Regions from separate parts of the Sus scrofa genome. Here region 1 is linked to region 2. The links are chromatin contacts, called in public promoter capture Hi-C maps. All regions are on one chromosome and are shown on one strand. Each heading gives the region's core, a stretch centred on a gene start, on an enhancer-like site or on the middle of the called end of the contact. The rest is flanking DNA. Distances are from core to core; before and after follow the strand shown. Region 1 overlaps NCOA2 (nuclear receptor coactivator 2). Region 2 overlaps NCOA2 (nuclear receptor coactivator 2).

The links. Promoter capture Hi-C pulls out the DNA fragments that hold promoters and counts their contacts.
Region 1: a promoter capture Hi-C map of liver shows a contact between it and region 2, with 2.0 times the contacts expected there. The contact joins two enhancer-like sites. A contact is called at or near these places in 1 of 5 promoter capture datasets (liver) and 3 of 47 Hi-C or Micro-C datasets (liver and skeletal muscle).

Annotation. Positions count from the first base shown.
Region 1 is chr4:65,091,748-65,096,131 of Sscrofa11.1, forward strand. The region is part of intron 2 of NCOA2 (nuclear receptor coactivator 2); the gene reads left to right. Among named protein-coding and RNA genes, the nearest start is that of NCOA2, 140 kb to the left of the region's middle. Within about 2 kb of position 1,939, at least 4 of the 83 cell types and tissues checked have an H3K27ac peak or open chromatin away from gene starts, as enhancers often do. A contact at or near this core is called in liver, where this site is marked.
Region 2 is chr4:65,018,492-65,022,844 of Sscrofa11.1, forward strand. The region is part of intron 1 of NCOA2 (nuclear receptor coactivator 2); the gene reads left to right. Among named protein-coding and RNA genes, the nearest start is that of NCOA2, 66 kb to the left of the region's middle. Within about 2 kb of position 2,505, at least 16 of the 83 cell types and tissues checked have an H3K27ac peak or open chromatin away from gene starts, as enhancers often do. A contact at or near this core is called in liver, where this site is marked.

The DNA of each region.
Region 1 (4,384 bases), core at 689-3,188, 73 kb after region 2:
ATGTTTTTGAAATACTGCAAAATTAGTATACTTGCCATCAAATTTAACAATTTAGGCTTATATTATGTACAAGGTAGCATAATAAGCGCTTATAGAGAATACAAAGATGAGTAATACACAGGCCCTGACATCAAAGAGCTTTTAATCATAGTGCTGAGCCACTTTCAAGGTTATAATATACTTAAGGTAAAATCAGTTCATAATGATAACCATGGTATATAAAAAATATACTAGTTTTTTACATTTGTGTCCTCAGTTTCTGATATACTGCTGGCACATATCAAACAATCAGTACATTTTTAATAGATTGGCTGAAAGGTGCTGTCGGAGTAGTTGTGGTTTCTGTGTCTGTCTTATAAGAAGGGCTTAGGGAAGACTTCAGGAGGAGGCGGTTGTTGGAGGATCAGTAAGATCTGGGTGGGCAGAGAGTGGCACGGGAAGGGGAGGACTGCACGAGTGATGAGTCCCCACTGAAGTCTGAGCCTGGCTACTCCACTCTGGCCAGAACTTAGACCACAGAGCTAGGGGCGTATTTGGTAGGAAAACCTGGAAAACTGGGTAGATCGCACAGGCTTCTGAGTGCCAAATCCCTGTCTGGTTTCACAGGGAGTGAGAATAAGAAACAGCGAAAGAGGACGGACATTTTTAGAGTCCCTACTCCATCCTGTGATAGATGGTTGTTTTATTATCACACTTAATCCTCGCATTGGTACTGTGTGGTGATTTCTATCCACATGTTCCATAGGAAGGAACCAGGGCACTATTCGATACTGAGCATAGGCTCAGTGGAGAAACGGAGAACTCTGACGTGGGGAGAAGTTCCTGGAGAAGCTGACTTTAGAGATGAGGAACTCCCAGCAGTTGCAGAGGAATCAGAAAGAAAGTAATGTGATCATGAGAAACTGCAGAAGTCGAGTTTAAAGATCTTGGAAATGGATTGGGTTTGAAGATGGAGAGAGAGAGCAGAGTTACAGAACATTTACCTGGTGATAGAAAGTGAGAAGCAGCAGATAGAGGAGGAGTAGCTTTCTCAGGAGGTGAGGGGTCTGGTTTTGGACATGTATGGGAGAGAGATCTGTGAGGTATTGAAAGTTGGGCCCTGAAGCTCCAGTGATGTTTTGAGGCTGGATGTGTATGTACATCAGGTCCCATTTTTACAGATGTTGGCAGATGGAGCCACATCAGCAGATCCGACCTGCACAGAGTAGCTTTACATTGAGAAGCAAAGCCATGGATGTCCTTCAAGTGCTAGCCACATTGTGTCTTTTACTCATTTACCTGTGGTGTTGCTCTCTAGATTGTAAGATCAGAAGGGTAACGATTTTATCTGACTGGTTCACTGCTGTATCCAGTGTCTGCACTTGGTAAGGACCTCAATGAAGTGTTGAGGGATCCATGAATGGAAATCATAGTGATTTGCAAAGTGGCCCTTTTTCTCTTTTTATATAAACTTATTAAACAGCTGAATCTCTTTTTATATAAGCTTATTAAACAGAGCTTTGTACCCCTAATAATGCCTTCCCTCTTGTAGCATATGCATAAAGTTTTATTTACAGCAACATCCAAGGGGAAAAACTAGGGATTTGGGGACTCAGCTGGTCTGAGGTTAAAATTTTGTTCTGACTGATCGGCCTCTGATTAGGTTACCAAACTTCTCTCTAAGCCTCATTTTCCTGTGCTGTAAAATAGGGATAAATTAATACCTATGTTACAGGGCTGCTGGGAGGATTAAAGTGATAATGTGTGTCAGAGTGGCTGGCATATAATTTGCACCCAATAAATAACTGGTGTTTTGCAATCTCTCTATTGTGTAATGTTGAATAAGTTACTTAACTTGACTAAGTCTCAGTTTTTTAATCCTGAAAAGGGGAAGATGAAGCCAGTCTCATACAGCATTTAGAGGAACCAGCGGGATACCACATGCAAAACCCCTCACTGGCACAGTGCCTGTGTACTTGGGATCATCAAGCATGAGTGCGCTCTGTTCTTTGCGTGTAGAGTGTAATGGTTAAGGGTGCAAACTCTGGAACCAGACTGCATGCATGAATTCAAATCCTGGTCCTTTTACTTACCAGCTTTGGCTGACCTTCCTGTGCCTCAGTAACTGGGGGATATGGTAGTACTACCCCAATAATATTGCTGTGAGGAAAATAAGTAAGAATATCAGTAGAAAAGCTTAGGCCTGGAGTTGCCTGGTGGCTCAGCAGGTTAAGGATCCAGCATTGTCACTGCTGTGACTTCGATAACTGCTGTGGCGCAGGTTCGATCCCTGGCTCAGGAACTTATGCATGCTGCAAGTGTGGCCAAAAAAAAAAAAAAAAGTAAAGTGATAGATTAAAAGAAAAGAAAAGCAAAACCTTAGACCAGTACCTGGTACATGGTAAGCACTAAGTGTGTTTGATTTTTTTTTTTAAATGTGTCTGTTGCTTTTTTTTCTCTATATAGTCCCTTAAATGGTTTTGCCCTGATATAATCTGAGTAAGATGCCTTGCTTGTAAAGAATGAGATTTCTTTATGAAATTGGTCATGCTTAAAGGTGAAATAGAATTAGACAGTTGACCTGACTGGACCATGTAGCCCTGCTCTTCCGTCTTCCATGTACAGCAGTGAAAAAGCTACCCTGGTTCCCATTGCAGTCAAGATCCACTCCGGAGCAGTCTTCTCTTTGAAAACCTGTGTCAGTTTGCTTCCATTTCTTGCCTGTCTCCCCACCCCCGCCACCCCAACCCTGTTCTGCTAGCGGGTTTCTAGGAATAGCTGGGGTTGTAGCATGAGTAGAACCCAGGAGGAAGGAACAGAACTGGAGAGACAGTTGAAACCTTCTTCTCCTGCTGGGGAAGCTTTTCTTTACTAGCGAGTCATTTTTCTAACAACAAAACTCTAAGAGGAGTTCCCGTCGTGGCGCAGTGGTTAACGAATCCGACTAGGAACCATGAGGTTGCGGGTTCGGTCCCTGCCCTTACTCAGTGGGTTAATGATCCGGCGTTGCCGTGAGCTGTGGTGTAGGTTGCAGATGCGGCTCGGATCCCGCGTTGCTGTGGCTCTGGCGTAGGCCAGTGGCTACAGCTCCGATTCAACCCCTAGCCTGGGAACCTCCATATGCCGCAGGAGCGGCCCAAGAAATAGCAACAACAACAACAACAAAAAGACAAAAAAAAAAGACAAAAAAAAAAACTCTAAGAATATGTCCCTCATCGTGCCCCTTGATTCTTCATTCCCATCAAGAGTAAAAGGTCTGTCTTCAAAGAACGACAGTTTATTCTATTACAGAAGGCTTGCTTGGATCTTTATTCATCTCTAAAACAGGCTTAAGAAAGAGAGGTGGCTGCCTCAAAGCCACACATTCAATTTCCACTCCTGTAGCTGCTAATGTTGCAAAATCTGCCCTGTTGCGGTGGCATCTCTCCACTGGCACAGGTTCTTCTGGATGATCTCTGTGTGACGCGTGGCCACCCCATGTCTCTCTTCCAGGCTCATCCTGGTGTGAGATGGCAAGCAGGCATCACCTCTGGCGCCAGGTCCTCTTGTTAGAGCCATGGCCTGGAGCGCCCCGGGTGGGGGGGAGGGGGGGGGAGGGGCGATGATCAGGCCCAGAAGTGATTAAGTAGCCCTGTCTGCAGACCTGCAGGTCTGCGGTGCAGGGGCGATGGCGCAGTTCCAGCACACGGTGGTACGCTTGCCAAGCCTCATGGATTCTGTGGTTGGGTCCAGCCTTGAAAGCCTTGGTCTCCTTTTGTCCCAGTGTTTTTGCTTTTGAATTAGTGTCTATCACTTATTTGATTCCGCTGTAAAGTGGAAGTGAATCAGGATTCATCCATGGGCTTGGATTAAATAGACTTGTCCATGCGTGCTTTTCATAGCTTGCTTCAGGGAGCTCTTAGATGCCTAAACTCTTCTTAGTTCTCTCACTTCTGAGATAGTGATTGCTCTCTAACCTTTTTGTTGAGCTTCTCTTGCTTAGTTGGCACCTGGTTTTATCTTCTGTTTAGTAAATTTGGGGTAACATTAGACTACTGATAAACTAACATGAATCTCTGGAAACTGTGGGCACACAACACCCCTGTGAACTGATCGAGGTCATTATAGAACAGACCAGATGTCTTCTTCCTAAAGGATTGGTCATGTGTGTGTATGTTGTCCTTTGGCTTCCTTTCGTAGAGGCTAGAGATAATTTTTAGTCTAACCACTGAATTTTAAAAGCTTACTTTTGTTTTGTTTTCTTAAGAATGAAAGTAAATGTTAACATCTTGGCAGCTGACGAAGAACATTGAGGCACTAATGAAAATGTAGACAATATAATCAAAGTTCAATATGAGGACATTTTTGACATTTTGTAACTAAGGTATGTCTTACTAGAATTTTAAGAAAATTGTGGTAAAATTGT
Region 2 (4,353 bases), core at 1,255-3,754:
GTATACACATAATAGGCATTACTCTTAAAGTCCCTATTTGGTCCATACCATGTGTTAAAAAATATTTACAAGTTTTTGTTAGCACTAAACAGTAATGTGTGAGTAGCTCCTGGTCCGTGGCATCAGTATTTTTAAGGAGCACTTGTCTCTGAGTTTGAGCTGCTTTGTAAGGTAACTTTCTTCCTTTGGAGGTACCTTGTTCTCTTTCCTCACAGCCCCTCAGGAGTGACTCGAGTTTTCTCAAAACCACAAACACTATTCATAGTAGCCAAAAGATGGAAACAACTCAGTGTCTACTGAGGATGAATAAATAAATGAAGTGTGATCTCTGCATGCAGTGGAATACTATTCAGCCTTGAAAAAGGAAGGAAATTCTGACAACATTGATAAATCTCGAGAACACCAGTATGTTGAATGAAATAAGCCAGTCACAAACAGCTTATATACTTCAGGATTACACGCAGGTGACGTACTTAGAGTAAATTCATAGAGTCAGAAAGTAGAATGGTGATTGCCGGGGATGAAAGGCTGTGAGGAATGAAAATGGGGAATTACCGTTTAATGACTAGAGGGTTTCAGTTTTGTAAGGGCAAGAATTCTGGAAGATGGTTGCACAACCATTTGAATGCCCTTATCACTGTTCATCTGTATGTGTAAAAGTGGTTAAGACGGCAAAATTTATGTTTAAATTAAAACAACAACAACAAACCTTTCAGATTTAGTGTAAAATCTGTTCAGCTGTTGTAGTGTAATGTTTTCATTGACAGACACTTGCTGGTAGCAGCTGGCTCTACACTGGTTGAGAGCAGCTGGCTCAGCTCTCCTTTCTAGGGAACAGGTATTATGGTTCGAGTGTGAATGTGTTACATTCTGGAGAAAAGCTTATTGTGGACACTGAAAGAAGGAGTAAGCACACATGGGGGCAGTGTTCGCAGAGCTCATGGAGACAGGAGCGAGGTGAAAATGACCTTGGTTTACGTGGGTAGAGAGAACTGATGTGACCAAAACAAGTGTATTAAGTGCTGTCCACAGTCTTGATTTTTAAAAGCTTTCACTTTTTGATAAGTTTTTTGTCATTTTGCTTATATTTTACTTCTTACCACGTCTGCCAGGTTGAGTGTTTAATAGCTTCTGCCAGGGATTCAGATACATTCCATTTATTGGTATTTATTATAACAAGTGTTTTCAAGAAAGGTACTGTTGGAGTTCCCGCTGTGGTATAGTAGGCTAAGGATCCAGTGTTAATTTTGCAGCAGCTTGTTTCTCTGCTGAGACATGGGTTTGATCCCTCGCCTGGTGCATTAGGTTAAGGATCCAGCATTCCTGCAGCTGCGGCTTGTATTCAGTCCCTGGCCTGGGAACTACTTCCATATGCTACGGGTACGGCCAAAAAAAAAAAAGAGAGAGAGAGAGAGAGAAAGAAAGGTACTGTGGCTACAAGTTATTAGGATTGATGTAAAGGTCAAGCCAGAACCCCCTGCTCTTAAGAGCTTCCTGCTCTAAAAGAGAAGGTAACTGAAATACGAGATAGAGACTGATAAGTGATATAAAGAAAGGTTTGTGGAAACACAGACTAGAGAGATCTACTTCTCAGAAGTAACCTTGAAAGATGGGAAGGATGTTAATAGAGCGAATGGGGATATGAATTCAAGGTGAGCATCTTGACACAGATGTAGGGAAAGCTAGAGTGGTCTGCGCCAGGAGGGGCTGCGATCTCTGTGTCTGTCAGAGAACAAGACCTCATGTTGGTTGTAGTAAGCAGAAGACAGCAAAAATACTTTGGGGCCAGATCATGGAGAATTTTCAGTGTCTTATTAAGAATTTGAATTTATGTCAGCAGTGGGCAACTGTTGGAAGTTTCCACTGTGGAAATGACAAGTGTTGACACCTTAGGAAGCAGGTAGGCTGACTTGGTCTGACTGGTGATTGTTTAATTATAGAGGCTGATTTAGTTCTTTGGTGTCCATCTGAAGCAGGAAATTAGGTTGGATAAATAAACAGGGAGGATACAAATTAGTTGTGAAAAGTTAGAGGTGTTAAGAATTGATTCATTTCACAATGTACAGCCATTGAAAGAACTTGACATGATAAAAGCTGTTTTAAAGATCAGTTAGGCAGCAGTGTATTGAAGAGATTCTGTAGAGAGACTAGTTAGTGAAAGGGTTATTGAATGGTGGAATTTTGAAGAGCTGGAGGAGGGTAGAAGCAGCAGAAACAAAAAGGAGAGGAAATGGTGAAAAGAAGGAAGAAGTGAAATTCACAATTATAAGCATATTTCTGCACAAAGCATTTATTGCCCAATGGGATAGCTGACCAGCATTCCCGCTCTTAGAAAGGAGGTATGCCGTATTGGTCAGGCAAAGGGCATGGTGATGTGAACTGGCCTGGCTGAAGTGTCCTGGCTTGAGCAGGTCCCTGGAGGGCCTGGTGGCATTCAGCACCACTCAGCTGACACGGCAGATAATGCTGTCCATCAGTGTCCTGGCTTCATTGGCTGTGTCCACAGAGCGCCCAGGCCAGCAGTCCCCAGACCTCCATGCCCTGGCACATTGGTGAACTGCAGACTGTTCTGAATCATGTGCCGTGAGCTTTTGAGATGTTGCGTAAATGTTTTGCTGCAAGTGGATATTCATAGGGCCTGGTAATGTGTTAAAGACCCTCCTGAGCAGGTCGTTAGGGAAACAATTGCTGTGACTAAGAGGCTTCACCTATCAGGCCCACCAAGGACTGAGCAGAGTTATACTGCCTCACCCTTGGGTCTGTGGGCCCCAGAGACCCTTCCACCCCAATAGCAGCACACAGCTGGGGGATTCTGCCCTGCTACCCCTCCGCACCCCGCCCCCGCAGCCCTGGGGAGGATTTTGCAGCCCCTGTGTCATGGGGTCCCCCGGATGCAGTAGTGCCTGCTTCTTAGGATTCTTGACTTTGTTCAATTTGCTTTTGAGTCTTTTAATTCATTGACATTGGCTAATGAAAAACGCTAGTCTTTGAACATGGCTTGCAAGCAGCTGGCCAAGACAGGTCCTGCCAACTCTTTGATAAATGCTGCAGCCAGATATTGCAGTGGTTGAAGGTAGAGTGAAAAGAAGATGGAATTTGGTATGTGAAATCTTAGGTTTGAATCCTTGCTTTGCCACTAGCAGTGAAACTTCAGGCAAGTTTATTTAAACTCAATTTTCTCCGTTTCTTTATAAAATGAAGGTAATAATATTTACCTTTCAGGCCTGCTTTGATGACTTGAGGTAATGACTAAAATATAGACACTGTGCCCTGTGAAGAATAATTTATTTCTCATCTCCAGTGTGCGATGAGTTCGGTGCTTTTTACTCCTTTGTGTATTAAGCAGCCACATCCCAGGTTTTGTAAAGCATGTGTTTCTCTGAACTATGGACTTCTGGAGTTTGATCTTTAAAGATTAAATAGACTTACAGTATTCAGAGTGCCAAAGCAAGCATTGGTCACTTATGAGTTATTTAAAATGGAAAAAAAATTTGTTTGATTGAAGCATTAAATTTGCTGTTAAAAATCTATTTAAATAGCAATATATCTTATGTCATATACCTTAACGCACATTATAAGTTTTCTTTTTTAATAAAGTACTTGCCACCCTCCTCAAAAAATGGTAATATCAACAATAAAACTTATGACTAAAACTGTCACAGGGGATTTTGGTAGAATTTTCTATCAACTTCCATAGAAAAAGGCTCATTTATCCATCTAGAATTAGGAATAAGTTGGGGAAAAGTTTTGGTCAGACCAGCGTTCTTGAAATCCACTCAGTCTTACTGTTAATAGATCACAGTACCGTGGAGCATGTTCTAGTGTAGGTGGTTTTTTTCTAATTATTGGGCAGAGTTTTAAACCTGCTTACAAATCTAGCTGTTTGAATTCATAGTAGGCTTAAACTTGGCACAGATATTCTCTGCTCAGATACAAGAGTAGTTGTTTTTTAACCAAAAAAAATATTGACTAGCTTTTTTTCTTTTTTTAAATTCCTAGAGAACTGAAGAATTTTGGAGTATTTACTCCATCCAGTTTTAGCTACAAGCAATTCAGACCCCTTCAAATTCCAGTTACTATTTGCTATATAATCATGATTTTTCGTAAAAGATTTATAAATCTTAAAATGGTTTCTATCATCACACAGTGACTCTTTTTCGTAAGTGGTGTTTTTTCAAACCTTAATAAAGGAATTCACGTGACACGAATATAAAAGTAAATCCTGTTGACCTTAAGGGGACTTTTCATTCTAACCTTTTCGGCATCTCTGTTCACGTCATGATGTAAGTCATGGTTTATTGTTTAAAACTCTAATTTGTTTCTGTGTGAGTGAAAATACATTTTTTTCATACT